Regions from separate parts of the Pan troglodytes genome. Here region 2 is linked to region 1. The links are chromatin contacts, called in public HiChIP or PLAC-seq maps. All regions are on one chromosome and are shown on one strand. Each heading gives the region's core, a stretch centred on a gene start, on an enhancer-like site or on the middle of the called end of the contact. The rest is flanking DNA. Distances are from core to core; before and after follow the strand shown.

Region 1 (7,322 bases), core at 3,005-5,504:
GCTATAATTATGCAATCATCAACCATCACTGCAAGACAACAAAAACCCCAAAGCTGATGTTACTGAAATTGCTAAATACAATAATTACTAGGGTCTCAAAATCATGACCACCAATTCCTTTAGGAAAGCAACAGAAATCTTTGTAATTATAAGGGAAAAAGGCTGATTAGTTATCCCAGACGGTGGTCTCTACAGCAGAAGGTTTTTGGTCACTGGCCAGAATGGCAGCATACACAGAAATCTTTCTCATATTGCTGTTTTCTCACACTCATACTATGAAAGCACAATATCAACAAAAGAACTTAAAAGAAAGAAAGAAAGAAAGGGCATTCTCCTTTGAAATTTAGCCTTCTTGGCACTGATTCCTGGCAAGAGGCTTTACCCTGGTGAAATAATCTCTAGGAGGAAAGTATAGTCTAAAAAATCTATCAACATAGCCCCTCTCTATGGAAAAAGTAAGGAATGCATTTTTCCCATAAGTGTAGATTCCTTTAGGAAAGGAAAGGAAGCTCAAGACCAGCCTGGGCAAATAGCAAGACTAAGCACCCATGCTGAGTGCTGTGCTACATGCTTTAATTATACTATCCCTCAAATCAAACCATGAGGTAGATATAACCCTTCCTCAAAGATAATAGGTAATTTGCTCAAGGTTTTATAGACATTAAGTGGAAATACCCAGTTGACTTTTATCAAGTCTTAAAACGGTTGTGCCAATTCTCCCTTATGAAAAAGAATCCAATTTAAACTCTGGTTCCAAAACAAAACAAATAAACCCAACAGACTGAGTATTCACCAAAAGGATGACCATTTCTGTCAATTAGCAGATTGTTTTTTCTGCCTCCTAATAGTCCTTAAAATGAACTGAGGGACTCACATAAAATGCCCTTTTCTAAAAAAAAATATCTTAAATCTATAAAGAAAATGGTACCTGTTGACAACCACAGAACGCTGAAGCAAAAGCAAGTATAAAACAGGTACAGGCTTCTCAACCACTTCACAGATGTCTGCCAATAATATCCTGATAAAATCCAGGAAGCAGGATTTGGCTTGACTCCCAGCCTCTTCTCCATGGCCCTCCAGACAGGCAGAACCAGTACACTAGAAGGACAGAAAGAGAAGAAATTACATGCCGAGTAATTAATAATTAATTCCTGGAAATGTGGAATGCTAGAAAATATGACAGATTAGGGGAAAGAAAAATTTCAAGTTTGTCTTTAATGGCTCAACCCTGCCTATAAATTTTAAACCTGGGCTTTGAGGTGGCCTATAATTATCAGAATAACAACACAGCAAGGGATATCAAATGAATCCACTGAAAACTGAAACTTTATATTCCTTTTTTTTTTTTTTAATCTAACAGTAAATCACCTATGTGGTAGAATGGAAAGAGTACCAGCCCGCAGACAAGAAGATCTCTGAGTTTTAGTTGCAGTTCTGCTACTAACAGCTTTGTGACTTTGACCAAACACACTTTCTTACTTTTGAGGAGAAGAGGTTGCACCCTCAGAGGTAAAGTAACCTGAGGGTTATGTCTGGCCCAGTATTTTTTAAATTTCTGAATGCAAATGTCTTCAGGCAGGGCATGCACTCTCCAGTCTGCTACTGTCTCCGCCCACCACTATTATCATGAAAATCTATTCAATTTACACCTCAATGCTACCCACCCCAATCCCTGCATTCAACAGATACTTACATCAGGCACTATGCTGGCTACTCCAGAATCTAGGGGCTGGATTATTTAGGTCTCTTCCAGCAGAAAAACTCATTTACCATAAAATTTTCCCCTCATATAAAACTTTGCTATATTGTCTAAATTAGTACGTAAATATTGGCAACATTATGAGGGTTGACTGAGTTCTGAAGAAGCAATTCAAAAACTTCTGTCCAACTATGTACCTGTCATCTACATCCAGCAAACGACACAGGCTGCCAACCCCTAACTCCTATCCACGGCCAGCATACAGGGAGATCAGCATTGCCTGGGCTGGATACCAATGCTGACTAATACCAAGAAACAGCCACAGACATACACACAGCTGCAAAACTAAGGTGCAGCCCACCCAAGAAAAGGCTTTTGCAGAACCACATGCATCTGAAGGACTTCATTGTTCTCATTCACTTCCATCCATTCCTATTTCTAGTTGTTTTGTAGTTGTATTTCAGGGAGCAGGGGGCAGAAAGGAGGTGTGTGGGCCAGAGACATGTTCAAGAGATTATGAAATGGAGCCTAAGTTAGAAAGTACATCCAGCAATTTCTCTAGCCTCCCAAGAGGGAACGAGTGAGTATGCATGTGTGCGTGTATGTGTGTGTATGAATCTTACCCAACACATTTCTGCCTACCACAAAAGGATTTAAAACTCAAGGTGACTCAACAGCTGTCATCAATAGCCTGACAGGTGGGTGGGAGAAGCAGAAAAGAAATGAATAGCTTTTGAAAAATGGAGTAATAAACACCACTGGACTAACAAGCTGATTAGAAGTGCCATGTCTAATAAATCCTGCGTCTAAGAGAAAGGCAGAGTTAATTTCATTTGAACTCCTAACCAGTCATTCCTCTGAAACCTATAATTGCCTAAGGGCACAAATCACTGCTAGGGTCCAGTTAAAGGCTTGCTGACCAAACGCAAGAACAACAACACATCACCAAGATCCGAATAGTTTGTTACTGAATCAAAGGGTAACAACCCAGGGAGAGAACACACACCCCCACAATACTTGACAAATGAAAATCTAGAAAAGCTCACAATAGTTCTGGCATTTAGGGCGTTACAAGTACACCCAAAATAAAAGCACTCTCTGTTGCAGCAGCTGTTCAGACAGAGCAGGGGGTAATGTTTACTTAATACTTCAGGTTGATGGGGGATGTATCACAGTTCAGTCTGTCAACTACATACGTGGAACTCCATTTATGTACACAGCGATAAGATATGTTTGAACAACGATGGAGCACGTCTGAAACAGCCTATTCAGTTGGTATGAGTAATCGAGAATAAAGCTCTTTTTAAAAAAGTCTCAGATATTTGGGAAAGTTACAGAACAGACTGCCATGAATAGCTTTGCTTATATTTGCAGACACTGTTTTCCAAATAGCTGGAAAAATGAACAGATTGTTCTGGGAGGTCGTCTTTCCAATTTGTTCCTAGTTTTCAGTCTGTTAATCACAGGAGAGAGCACAAGGAGAGTCAGCTAATGCTCTTCACTAACTGCAACTACTGTCAGTTGGACACAACCACTATGAGACCAGAAGCCAAAGAGTTCCTGGAATCCCGCCAGAGATTATCAATTTTGACTTCCTTCATTTCACCTTTGTGCTCACTGCAGCCACTACAGGACCCTCTGTGAGGCATAATTTTCAAAATCCTAGATGAGGCAGGTTTCACATTATAATGGACACATCGTGCTCAACCCCATCCCCTCTTCATTCTGCACCAACTTTCTATCTCGGTGGAGAGACCAAACATCAGAGACAGCAACTAAAGACTAGGCTGCAGAGGTCGAAGGTGGAAGAAGGACGGCAGCGCCCCGAACCCCGGCTGTCTGCCTGGCTCTCAGGGGATGGAGGGAGCTGCATGACTAGGCCCAGGCCCGAGAGAAGCGGGGTTCAGCCTGGGACCCAAGCTGCACACCTGCAAGGACAGAAGCAGCTGGCTGCCCTGGCCGAGCCAGGGGCGCCACCTCAGGACCCAACATCCGGCCAGCGCACCCGCTGACATCGCCCGTCCCGCTTGCCCCTCCCCTGAGCTCATGGTCCTCGGCCTGGCAGCCAGCCGCCCCCGGCCACCTACCGGGGCTCAGGGCCACATAGCGGGGCCCCGGCTCTCGGCGGCCTCCGCCTCCTCCTGGTCCATGGGCTCGGGGACCCCCAACCTTCGCTCCCCTCACCCGGAGGAGGAGGAAGAGGAAAAAGGTAGTGCGGGCTCCCCACCCGGACAGCTACCTCTCGCCTCAGCCTCCCTGGACAGCGACGGCGGCCGGAAACACCGCCTCCTCCCACCTCCCCGGAACCGACCCGGAAACACACTCTCCGTGCTAACCAAGCCCTCCCGCCCCTCCCCCGGGAAGGGCAATGCCGGCCGCGAGACCAAGGGGGAGGAGGGGCAGTGCTGGGCGGGTAAAACTACGCACAAGCGAAGGAATCTGGGCCCCCAGCCTCTCGCCGCCCGCTCTCCAGAGGCAGTCTGCACCTTGCCTCCTTCGCTCGAGCCCCAGGCCCCAGACTCGGGCAATACCCACAAGCAAGATGGCGGCAACGGTGGCACCCCCTACTGCTTAGCACCCTGACTTGCCATTGGCCAGAGCCCGGAGTGAAGCAGCCGCGGATTGGTCAAGAGCGGTGCGGGGGTGGGGGTGGAGCTGCAGCAGCCTGGAGCCAGGAGTGGGCAACGCGGCGTGAGCAGCGGCCCGAGGCTCCCGGAGCATCGCGCTGGGAGAAGACTTCGCCGCTCGGGGCAGCAGCCTGGTGAGCTCAGCCCCCTTCGGGCCCTCCCCTGCATCCCAGCCGGGGCCTCTCCGAGCCGGCGCTGATCGATGCCGACACACCCCGGGGACCCTATCGCGACTCCATCGCGCCATATCGCGACACCATCGTGCCCTGTCGAGACTCCATTTTGTCACAGCCCTTTTCAATATATATCTTTTTTTTTTTTAATTTGCCCTGTCATCTTTGGGGGCTGTCTCCCATGTCGTGATTTTGACGTGATCTCTCCGTGATATCACCGCGCCATCGTGAAGTGTGATCTCATCGCCGCCCTGTCGTGACTTCATCAATGTCGTGTTGTGACCTGGCTGCGGCGGGACAGGTGGTGACCGCCAGGAACCCTCCTCCCCTTCTCATCTCCCCATCTCAGCAGCCCCGCTTCGATTATCCGGCTTTTGGATTCTCCGTTGTCCTGGGAACTATCCGGGACCCCCTCTTGCTTCTCCAGCCCCTGCCGGCATCCACAGGCTGGTAGCGGGACGGGGAGGGCGAGAAGAGGGAGCGCAAGGGGTTAATTCTGCTGCTGCCGCCGCTGCTGCTGCTGCTGCTGCAGCCTCTACCCGAGGGAGGGAAAGGAGAGGAGGCAAGGAGCCTGCGGGGGCGACTGAGAGCCCTGGCTGGAGGGGTGGGGTCCCCAAAGGGGCCTCCAAGCCTTCCCTGTTGAGCATCTTGTATTCTCACTTCTGAAGCGTATCTCTGCCTCTGAAGAAGGGAGGGGAAAGGAAGCCTGGGGTGTCCTTTTCTCCCATGTCAGCCTGAGTCCGGATAATCGAACTTCACCCATGTATGTCTCCATTTCTCCCTGTCTGTCCTCACCACTCACTCCCTCTGTGTCCCTGTGGAGGGAGATAAAACCCAGCCTCTGGTGCCAGGGGGACAGCTGAGCAGTGGGGCCAGCCCCCGCCCACCCCCAGGAGACTGGTGAGGAGAGCTGTCCGGCTGAGCAGCAGCATGCATGGTCCTTCTTTCCCGCTTTCTGGAGGTGACCTTGGACCAGGGTCCCTTCTTTATCCCTAAGGATTTGCAGATCCAGCTCCTTAAAGGGGCTTCCCGGGGGGAGGTCAGTCCTGAGGAGTCCACCCCTCCAGATTCTCTCCTCCCCTCCCTCTGTGCTAATCCCTCCCTCCCTCCATCTTCCACTCTCACCCCCACCCCACCCCCGTCCCTCCTCTGCAGAGGGATGCTCAGTCCCTCTTGTGTTCACAGTTGGGCAAGGCGAGCATCATGGCCTCGGATTGCGAGCCAGCTCTGAACCAGGCAGAGGGCCGAAACCCCACCCTGGAGCGCTACCTGGGAGCCCTCCGTGAGGCCAAGAATGACAGCGAGCAGTTTGCAGCCCTGCTGCTAGTAAGGAACTGGCTGAAAATTGGGAGGTGGGAAGAGCTGGGTGGTTGGGCCCCCAAGGAATGGGGTCAGTGAGTCCCCAAGGATATGTACGTAGTGCTAGCAACCCTGGAGGCACCAACGAAGGCCCAAGACCCCTACCTTTGTGCTCTTTTTTGCTCCCCCTGAGAATGGGGGCAAAGAGGAGAATGGGACTGAATAAGGCTGTGGCACTAGGGGCTGCCTGGGTCTGTTTTCTGGGGTGTCCCAGAGCAGATGGAAGCTGACTCATAGGGTAACAGCAGCAGGTAGTAACTAGTGCAGAGTACTTGAGGGCTGGGGATGGTTGTTCTGGGCCTGGAGAGAGTAGCAGGGCTGGAAGTGGCTGGGGAGGGGTCCTAGGGGAAGGCCAGGACGGCAGTAGGTAGGTTAAGGAATGGGAGCTAGTTTGGGGCTTAGCCTTTTTGGAGGAACCCAAGCTGGGGACAGCAGAGCAGAAGCTGCAGTGCTAGGAAGGGGGGGTTGTGTGTGGGGGGTGAAGGGAGGAGGGAGTACAGCCGCTGCTTGTTTGCCATGGCAACAAGGAGAAGGCTCTGGAGTCAAGGGCTCACACTGCAGCAGAGGAGGTGTTTAGGTGAAATGTAAGGGGAAATGTTTTGACAGGCGGAGCGGCGAGACACAGGAGCCATTTCCCCTGAGAAGGTGGCAGAAATGGATCAGGGGCTTCTCTGGAGGGAGCAATTAAGGAAGGACTTTAAATCCTTGGGAGATCTTAAAACATTGAGTTCTAAGCCCCTTCCATCCCAGGTTGTGGGCATTTAGACATCAGGAAGAACTTCTCAACTGGCCAGGTGTTGAAATGCTCAAATGAATGGTTGAGGAAGACTAGACCTCACTTCCATGGGACAGTCACAGATGAGAGGGATCCCAGAGGTCACATTTATCTGCCTCTAAGGAGAAAAAAGGAGCTGGATGAAATGACCTCAGATGAGTCCTGTTGCATAACCTCATCTTGCTAGTCCTCAGTGCCCCGGGATGCAGGAGAGGGACAGTCTTTCCCACTTCTTCCTTTCATCCTGATGATAGCACATACCCCCTATAGGTGACCAAGGCAGTCAAAGCAGGTGACATAGATGCCAAAACTCGGCGGCGGATCTTCGATGCTGTCGGCTTCACCTTCCCCAATCGTCTCCTGACCACCAAGGAGGCGCCGGATGGCTGCCCTGACCATGTTCTGCGGGCTTTGGGTGTGGCCCTGCTGGCCTGCTTCTGCAGTGACCCTGAACTGGCCGCCCATCCCCAAGTCCTGAACAAGATTCCCATTCTTAGCACCTTCCTCACAGCCCGGGGGGACCCGGACGATGCTGCCCGCCGCTCCATGATTGATGACACCTACCAGTGCCTGACGGCTGTAGCAGGCACACCCAGAGGGCCTCGGCACCTCATTGCTGGTGGCACCGTGTCTGCCCTATGCCAGGCATACCTGGGGCACGGCTATGGCTTTGACCAGGCCCTGGCACT
Region 2 (7,322 bases), core at 2,410-4,909, 360 kb before region 1:
TACAAAAGGCAAAAATTATCCTGATTCATCTAAAAATATCTTCACAGCAAAAATACTCAGAACACTCAGTAAAAGAATACAGGCACTGGAGATAAATCCTACCTTCCTCGTTTTCTAATTGTTTTCCTCTAGCCAAATTCCTTACCGAGGCTTATTTTTTCCACCCATAAAAATGTACTGTAGGCCACGCGCGGTGGCTCACCCCTGTAATCCCTGCACTTTGGGAGGCCAAGGCAGGTGGATCACCTGAGGTCATGAGTTTAAGACCCATCTGGCCAACATGATGAAACCCCATCTCCACTAAAGATACAAAAAATTAGCTGGGCATGGTGGCAGGCACCTGTAATCCCAGCTATTCTGGAGCCCTGAGGCAGGAGAATCACTTGAACCCGGGAGGCAAAGATTGCAGTGAGCTGAGATCACACCACTGCACTCCAGCCTGGGAAACAACAGCGAAACTCCAGCTCAAAAAAAAAAAAAAAAAAATGTACTTCAGCCAGGCACAGTGCGTCATGCCTGTATCCCAGCACTTTGAGAGGCCGAGGTGGGCGACTCACCTGAGGTCAGGAGTTCGAGACCAGCCTAGTCAACATGGTGAAAGACCATCTCTACTAAAAATAGAAAACGAGCCAGGCATGGTGGCACATGCCTGTAATCCCAGCTACCTGGGAGGCTGAGGCAGGAGAATCGCTTGAACCTGGGAGGCAGAGGTTGCAGAGAGCTGAGGTCATGCCACTGCACTCTGGCCTGGGCAACAGAGTGAGACTCAGTCACACACGTGACTTTATGCCATTATTGCAGGGACAAAACAGGACTGCATGTGAATGTATCCACCTTAGAAACAAACAGCTATCTGAATAACAGCTTCAAATCTTCCTCAGCCTGAGATTTTTTACTAATAAGCATATCCACATCAAATAATTTTGCATATTTTAAGCAAAATTGGAAAATCACTAAAATAAATTTAACCTTTACACTTGAATTAAAAACTGCCAAAAAAGTTTAATCAATCTTACTTTTGATACATTGGATTCTTCTGGGCAAGTTTTTCAGGAAGACCATCTTCATCATCTAGTTGTTCAAGTGGTTCCACAATGACTGGACGAGGAGTTCTAATAACAAAAATGGTTCCATCTTAGCTTTGTTCCAGTTTTATTGCCACCATCTCATATAAGTTGATAGAAATTATTAGAATAAACAAAACAACTTACGTCGTCAGTAAGAAAACACCTTCACTGCATCGTTCAAATGCCTTTCTTGCTGCTGGCTTAGAAGCAAATTCAACAATGCCTTTCCCTGTAGATCTTCCACGATCATCCACTATTACAACAGCCCTTTCAATAGGACCAAATTGGCTAAAGGCTTCTTCCAACAGTTCATTGGAAACATAAGGTGAAAGATTACGAACAGAAAGGGCAGCAGCATGTGTAGCAAAGCGAACTCGAAGCTGTCTACCTCTCATGGGTGTATCATCGAGTTCGGCTTTGGCAATTTCAGCCAAAGCTCTAGATTCCTGTGTATCAGAGACACTCATGTTAATGACCTCAAAATTGGTTGTCTACTCTTAAAATTGTCATAAGCCTACTTCCTACTCCCTTTCTTCCTTCAGCTCAGTTCGAGCATTACCTTTAGGCAGCACCCACTAACACCACTTAGTTTACCCACCCCACCCCTCTTTTCTCTTAGGTAGCAACAATTATGCATTATACCGCAAACATTTTTCCTGTAAGAATGGTGAAAAATCTAAAAGATCAATTTATCCTCCCCAGTTTAAAAACCAAGCCTTCAGCGTTTGTAGTGACAAAAAAAATCTCCCACCCTTTTTAATTCTACGTAAAATCAAACAATTACACTCACAAGCTTAATAAATCCGAATCCTTTGCCTTTGTTGATAAAAACTTCTCCTGGTTCTCCATATTTAGCAAATAGTCTTTTGAATTCATCCTCCGTGATATCAGCAGGTAGATTCCCAACAAACAACCGACATCGCTGTGTGTAAGTTTTCTCTCCAGGCCTCCTCAAGAGAGACAAATTGGCTTTAAACCCCTAATGAAAAAGGAAAGAAGTTTTCAAACACCGGAGACCTCTGCAAGTGAAAATCCCCAAGACAGTATTTGCTTATCTGAAACCTATCAGTTGCCTTTCTGTTCCGTTTGGTCACAATCAAGGTTTTACTATGTGAGATTTCTAACATGAGCACTATCTTAACATTGAAAAAGGAGCCCCATCATCCAGAATGTTCGAGAATAGACACACTTCCCCGAAGAGTAGACGTCCATCAGCAACTGTCAGCCACATATGTTGAGTGTCCCTAAAAAAATCTCAATAGTATGAAAATTAAAATACGAAAATAACTCAAGTCCAAATGCCACTGTAACCTACACGATCTGCGCCTGCGCTTTTATGGAACTTCCCGGTTCTCTCCAAACCTACGCCGCATGCTCTGCATTACGCCAGTCCCAGGGACAGGCTACCTTCTGCAGGGCCGACCACCGCGACCCCGCGCTTCCTTCCGAAAGGAAACCTCCCCTAGCCTTCCGCCCGCCGGGAGAGCAAGGCGCGGCAGCGGCCAATCCCACGCCGACCGACGGCCCCGCAGGCCGCCCCGCCCCCGCGGCGGCGCGCGCAAGCGCCCCTTCCGGCAGCCGACAAAATGGAAGCCCAGCGCGGGGGCGGGGGCGAGGAGGGGGCCGCCGCCATCTTAGGGGAGCCGACGCGTCGCTCCCATAAACACTCACCTCCGAGTCCGAGATCTTCTCCTCGCTGCGGCCGCCGGGCCCGCCGGGCGGAGGCCCCTGGTGATGCTGCTGGTGGTAGGGCGGGTGGTGCTGGCGGCCCCCGCGGGGCTCCCCGCCGCCTCGATGAGGCGGCTTGGGGTGGCCGCCAGGAGTGCTTAGGCCCGGGCCGCCACCTGGCTTCGGCCCGCCAGGCATTTTGCCGCCTTTGGGACCACCCGGACCTGGGCCCTGCTTAGGCCCTGGACCCGGGCCCGGGACTGCCGCGGGCGGAGGCGGCGGGCCTCCGGCCTGAGGAGGTGTGGTAGGGACCCCGCTGCTTGGCGGGGTGGGTGGCGGCGCCCCGGGAGGGGCCGAGGTGACTGCAGGCGGCGGGGTCGGCGTCGGGCCTGGCCCAGACCCTGGCGGGGCCCCCGAGGTTGGTGGAGTGGCGGGCGGGGCCGAGCTGGAGGCTGGCGGTGCGCTGCCTACTCCGGGAGCGGGGCCGGGTCCCTGAGCAACGACGGGCTTGGAAGAGTCCTGCGGCGGTGGCGGCGGCTGCTGCTGCTGATGCGGCTGTGGATGCGGCGGCGGCTGATGCGGTGGCGGCTGCTGCGGCGGTGGCTGCTGCGGTGGTGGCTGTTGCTGCTGTTGGTGTGGAGGCGGTGGCGGGATCGGAGGCTTAGGGCCGCTCTGGCCCGGGCCAGGACCCATGGGGCCGCGATTCTGATTGAGGCCCATGCCGGGCGGCGGAGAACGGAAGTCGTGGAGGCCGCCGCGGCCGCCGCCTCCTCCACGCCTGTGGAAGCCGCCACCGCCACCGCCACGACTCCGGAACCGATCCCGAGACATGTCTGTGGTCAAGGGGCGGTCGAGGCAAAAGCGAAGAAGACGCTCAGGAAACGTGGAGGCCACCTTGCTTCTCACAAAATGGCGGATGACACAGGCGGCGCGCCGCCTTTGTCCTCGTCTTATATAGGCCAGCTGGCACGGCCCCGCCTACTCCACGATCGACAGCTCCAATAGCCAATTGCAATTACTATGCCTGATGACACTAAGTTGCGAACCTCTGATCTTTCCTATTGGCCCCTGGGTGAGAGGCGGGAGGCATGGAGGGACTGAAGTTTCCAGTTGGCCAGTGAGCGAAGAAGGCGTTGGCTGTAGGCCACTATGATTTGCTAGGAGAAATTTGAATGGGTATGCCAGGGCAATTTTCACTTGCGAGCAAATAACCAGGGCTCTATCCGCTCCTGCAGAGAAGCGTTGGAGGTCTCTTTTCTTTCTTGATTGTCCCTAGGAGCAATCTATTGATATCCTTGCCCAGAAAAACAGATGTTTTCCGATTCAAAATCAGAAATTGAGTGCCTGCTGTCTACCCTACCTCGTGCCAACTCAATGAAAGTAGAGAAGTAAAATCTTACCGATTTCAAACACACGCAGTCTTAACTGATTTCATTATGGAACCTCATAGGAATACAGATTTATTGTAGCAGCATAAACTTTTCAATAGGCTTCTGTGGGTGCGCGCTTTGTTCAAAAAGAGCCCTTGTGTGTATGTGTATATATATACACGTTTACAAACACCAATCACAGGAGGAATGTAAATATTCCACTCAACACTTTACGAACAGACTAAGGTACTTTTTAAAAATTACAATGTTAGGCTGGGCACTGTGGCTCACGCCTGTAATCCTAGCACTTTGGGACACCGAGTCGGGCAGATCACCTGAGGTCAGGAGTTCTAGACCAGCCTGGCCAACATGGCGAAACCCCGTCTTTACTAAAAAATACAAAAATTTGGCTGGGTGCGGTGGCTGACGCCTGTAATCCCAGCACTTACTTTGGGAGCCGAGGTGGGTGGATCACGAGGTCAGGAATCCGATACCAGCCTGGCCAATATGGTGAAACCCCGTCTCTACTAAAAATACAAAAATTAACTGGGCGTGGTGGTGCACGCCTGTAGTCCCAGCTACTTGGGAGGCTGAGGCAGGAGAATTGCTTGAACCCGGGAGGCAGAGGTTGCAGTGAGCCGAGATTGCGCCACTGCACTGCAGCCTGGGCGACAGAGCAAGACTCAGTCTCAAAAAAAAAAAAAAAAAAATTTGCTGAGCTTAATAGTGCACACCTATAATCCCAGCCACCTGGGAGGCTGAGGCAGGAGAATTGCTTGAGCCCAGGAGGCGGAGGTTGCAGTGAGCCGAGATCGCGCTATTGCACTCCAGCCTGGGCGACAAGTGCCAGACTGTCTCAAAAAAAAAAAAAAAAAAAAAAAAAATTACAATGTTACAATGTCTATAGGGTATTAACCAGTCAGATGCATCAATTATTTTTCTCTTATTTTCTTTGACACAGAGTCTTATTTTTTTTGACACAGAGTCTCGCTCTGTTGCCCAGGCTGGAGAGCAGTGGCACTATCTCAGCTCACTGCAACCTCTGCCTCCCAGGTTCAAGTGATTCTCCTGCCTCAGCCTTACAAGTAGCTGGGACCACAGGCGCGAGCCACCACACCCAGCCAATTTTTGTATTTTTAGTAGAGACAGGGTTTTGCCATGTTGGCCAGGCTGGTTTCAAACTCCTGACCTCAAGTGATCCACCCACCTAGGCCTCCGAAAGTGCTGGGATTATGGGAGTGAGCAACCACGCCCAGCCTGTATTTCACAATCTCCAGTTTCTTTGAGGTCCACAGACCTTTTGCGGAATCATTCCTCCCTCAACATTAGCTCATAGCTTATTATCTTCTTTTCTGCGTCTAACTCTCTTCATTCAAGATCCAGGCGGGACCGGGTGCGGTGGCTCACGGCTGTAATCCCAACACTTTGGGACCCAAGGCTGAGGCGGGAGGGTCACTTGAGGTCAGGAGTTCGAGACCAGCCTGTCCAACAGGACAAACACCCCTCTCTAGTAAAGATACAAAAATTAGCAGGGCGTGGTGGCATGCACCTGTAATCCCAGCTACTCGGGAGGCCGAGGCAGGAGAATCGCTTGAACCCAGGAGGCAGAGATTGCAGTGAGCCGAGATCACACCATTGCACTCCAGCCTGGGCACAGAGTGAGACTCCGTCTCATAAAAACCAAAAAAAGATCCAGGCAGATGACCCACCCAACACCCTAATGCTCAGTTCCTTACCTCCTCCATTAGTATTTTCTTCTACCCTGTATCACCATCCAGTCTCCCATCCTCCCCTCATCACACTCACTCCTGATTGTTATTACCAGTAACTGCACTATCTCTGAAATCTTTAGTTCAAGCATGCCTCTTACTGATCATCCCTTTTCTTTCTGTCTCACATAACACAGTAACCTCATGATTCCTTTCATTATTTTTTTTTTTTTTTTTTTTTTTTTGAGATGGAGTCTCGCTCTGTCACCCAGGCTGCAGTGCAGCGGTGCGATCTCGGCTCACTGCAACCTCCGCCTCCCAGGTTCAAGCTATTCTGCTGCCTCAGCCTCCCGAGTAGCTGGGACTACAGGCACGTGCCATCATGCCCAGCTAATTTTTTTATTTTTAATAGAGGCGGGGGTTTCACCATATTGGCCAGGCTGGTCTTGAAATCCTGACCTCAGATGATCCACCCGCCTCAGCCTCCCAAAGTGCTAGGATTACGGATGTGAGCCACCATGCCCTGCCCCTCTCCTCATATTTCTTTGAGAATATAACAGTCATCGGAGAGGAACTTTCCAACCCAACTGGAAAAGCCATGAGCCTACTTAAATTTGCCTTGTCTTTTTTAATCTTTGTCCCTGATACCACAAAAAATGTGTCTTTGCCCTTATCAAAGGGCAAACCCATGGCTGGTCTGAGTGCGGCGGTGTTTACAACTAATTGATCACAACCAGTTACAGATTTATTTGTTCCTTCTCCATTCCCACTTGACTGGCACTATTTAAAAAAAAAAAAAAAAGCAAATCCTCTTCTTGTGCTATGGATCCCATCTCCACAAGCCTTCACCAGAATTTTTCTTTATCAATTACTTCTATTGAATCATCACCATCCCATTTCTTTTATCCTATCTCATCTTTGCTCCTTTTTGTAACAAAACTTTTTTTTTTTTTTTTTTGAGACGGAGTCTTACTCCGTCTCAAAAAATCCTGGCTGGAGTGCAGTGGCATCAGCTTGCCTCACTGCAACCTCCGCCTCCTGGGTTCAAGTGATTCTCCTGCCTCAGCCTCCTGAATAGATGGGACCACAGGCACGTGCCACCATGCCTGGCTAATTTTTGTATTTTTAGTAGAAATAGGGTTTCATCGTATGGCCAGGCTGGTCTCAAACTCCTGACCTCATGATCCACCTACCTCAGCCTCCCAAAGTGCTGGGATTACAGGCATAAGCCACCACGCCTGGCTTTTTTTTTTTTTTTTTTTTTTTTTTTTGAGACGGAGCCTTGCTCTATACCCCAGGCTGGAGTGCGGTGGCCGATCTTGGCTCACTGCAACTTCTGCCTTTTGGGTTCAAGCGATTCTCCTACTTCAGCCTCCTGAGTAGCTGGGATTACAGGCATGTGCCACCACACCCAGCTAATTTTTTTTTTGTATTTTTAACAGAGACAGGGTTTTGCTATGTTGGCCTGGCTGGTCTCAAACTCCTGGCCTCAAGTGATCCACCCGCCT

Evidence for each region. HiChIP or PLAC-seq counts read pairs in DNA pulled down with a chosen protein or histone mark.
Region 2: a contact with region 1 is called in an H3K4me3 HiChIP or PLAC-seq map of stem cell-derived excitatory neurons, with 4 times the contacts expected there. The contact joins the promoter of SFPQ here to the promoter of NCDN in region 1. A contact is called at or near these places in 1 of 7 Hi-C or Micro-C datasets (stem cell-derived neural progenitor cells) and 1 of 1 datasets of contacts at active chromatin or transcription factors (stem cell-derived excitatory neurons).

What each region holds. Positions count from the first base shown.
Region 1 is chr1:195,428,614-195,435,935 of NHGRI_mPanTro3-v2.0_pri, reverse strand. It overlaps NCDN (neurochondrin), which reads left to right and starts at 4,254. Exons shown (of 8, transcript XM_063782953.1): 1 at 4,254-4,460; 2 at 4,733-5,262; 3 at 5,685-5,825; 4 at 6,904-7,322. The coding sequence starts at 5,703. It overlaps KIAA0319L (KIAA0319 like), which reads right to left and starts at 4,252. Exons shown (of 21, transcript XM_024357827.3): 1 at 4,127-4,252; 2 at 929-1,098. The coding sequence starts at 1,070.
Region 2 is chr1:195,791,962-195,799,283 of NHGRI_mPanTro3-v2.0_pri, reverse strand. SFPQ (splicing factor proline and glutamine rich) reads right to left here and starts at 3,659. Exons shown (of 10, transcript NM_001251847.1): 1 at 2,739-3,659; 2 at 1,858-2,046; 3 at 1,212-1,513; 4 at 1,017-1,112. The coding sequence starts at 3,566.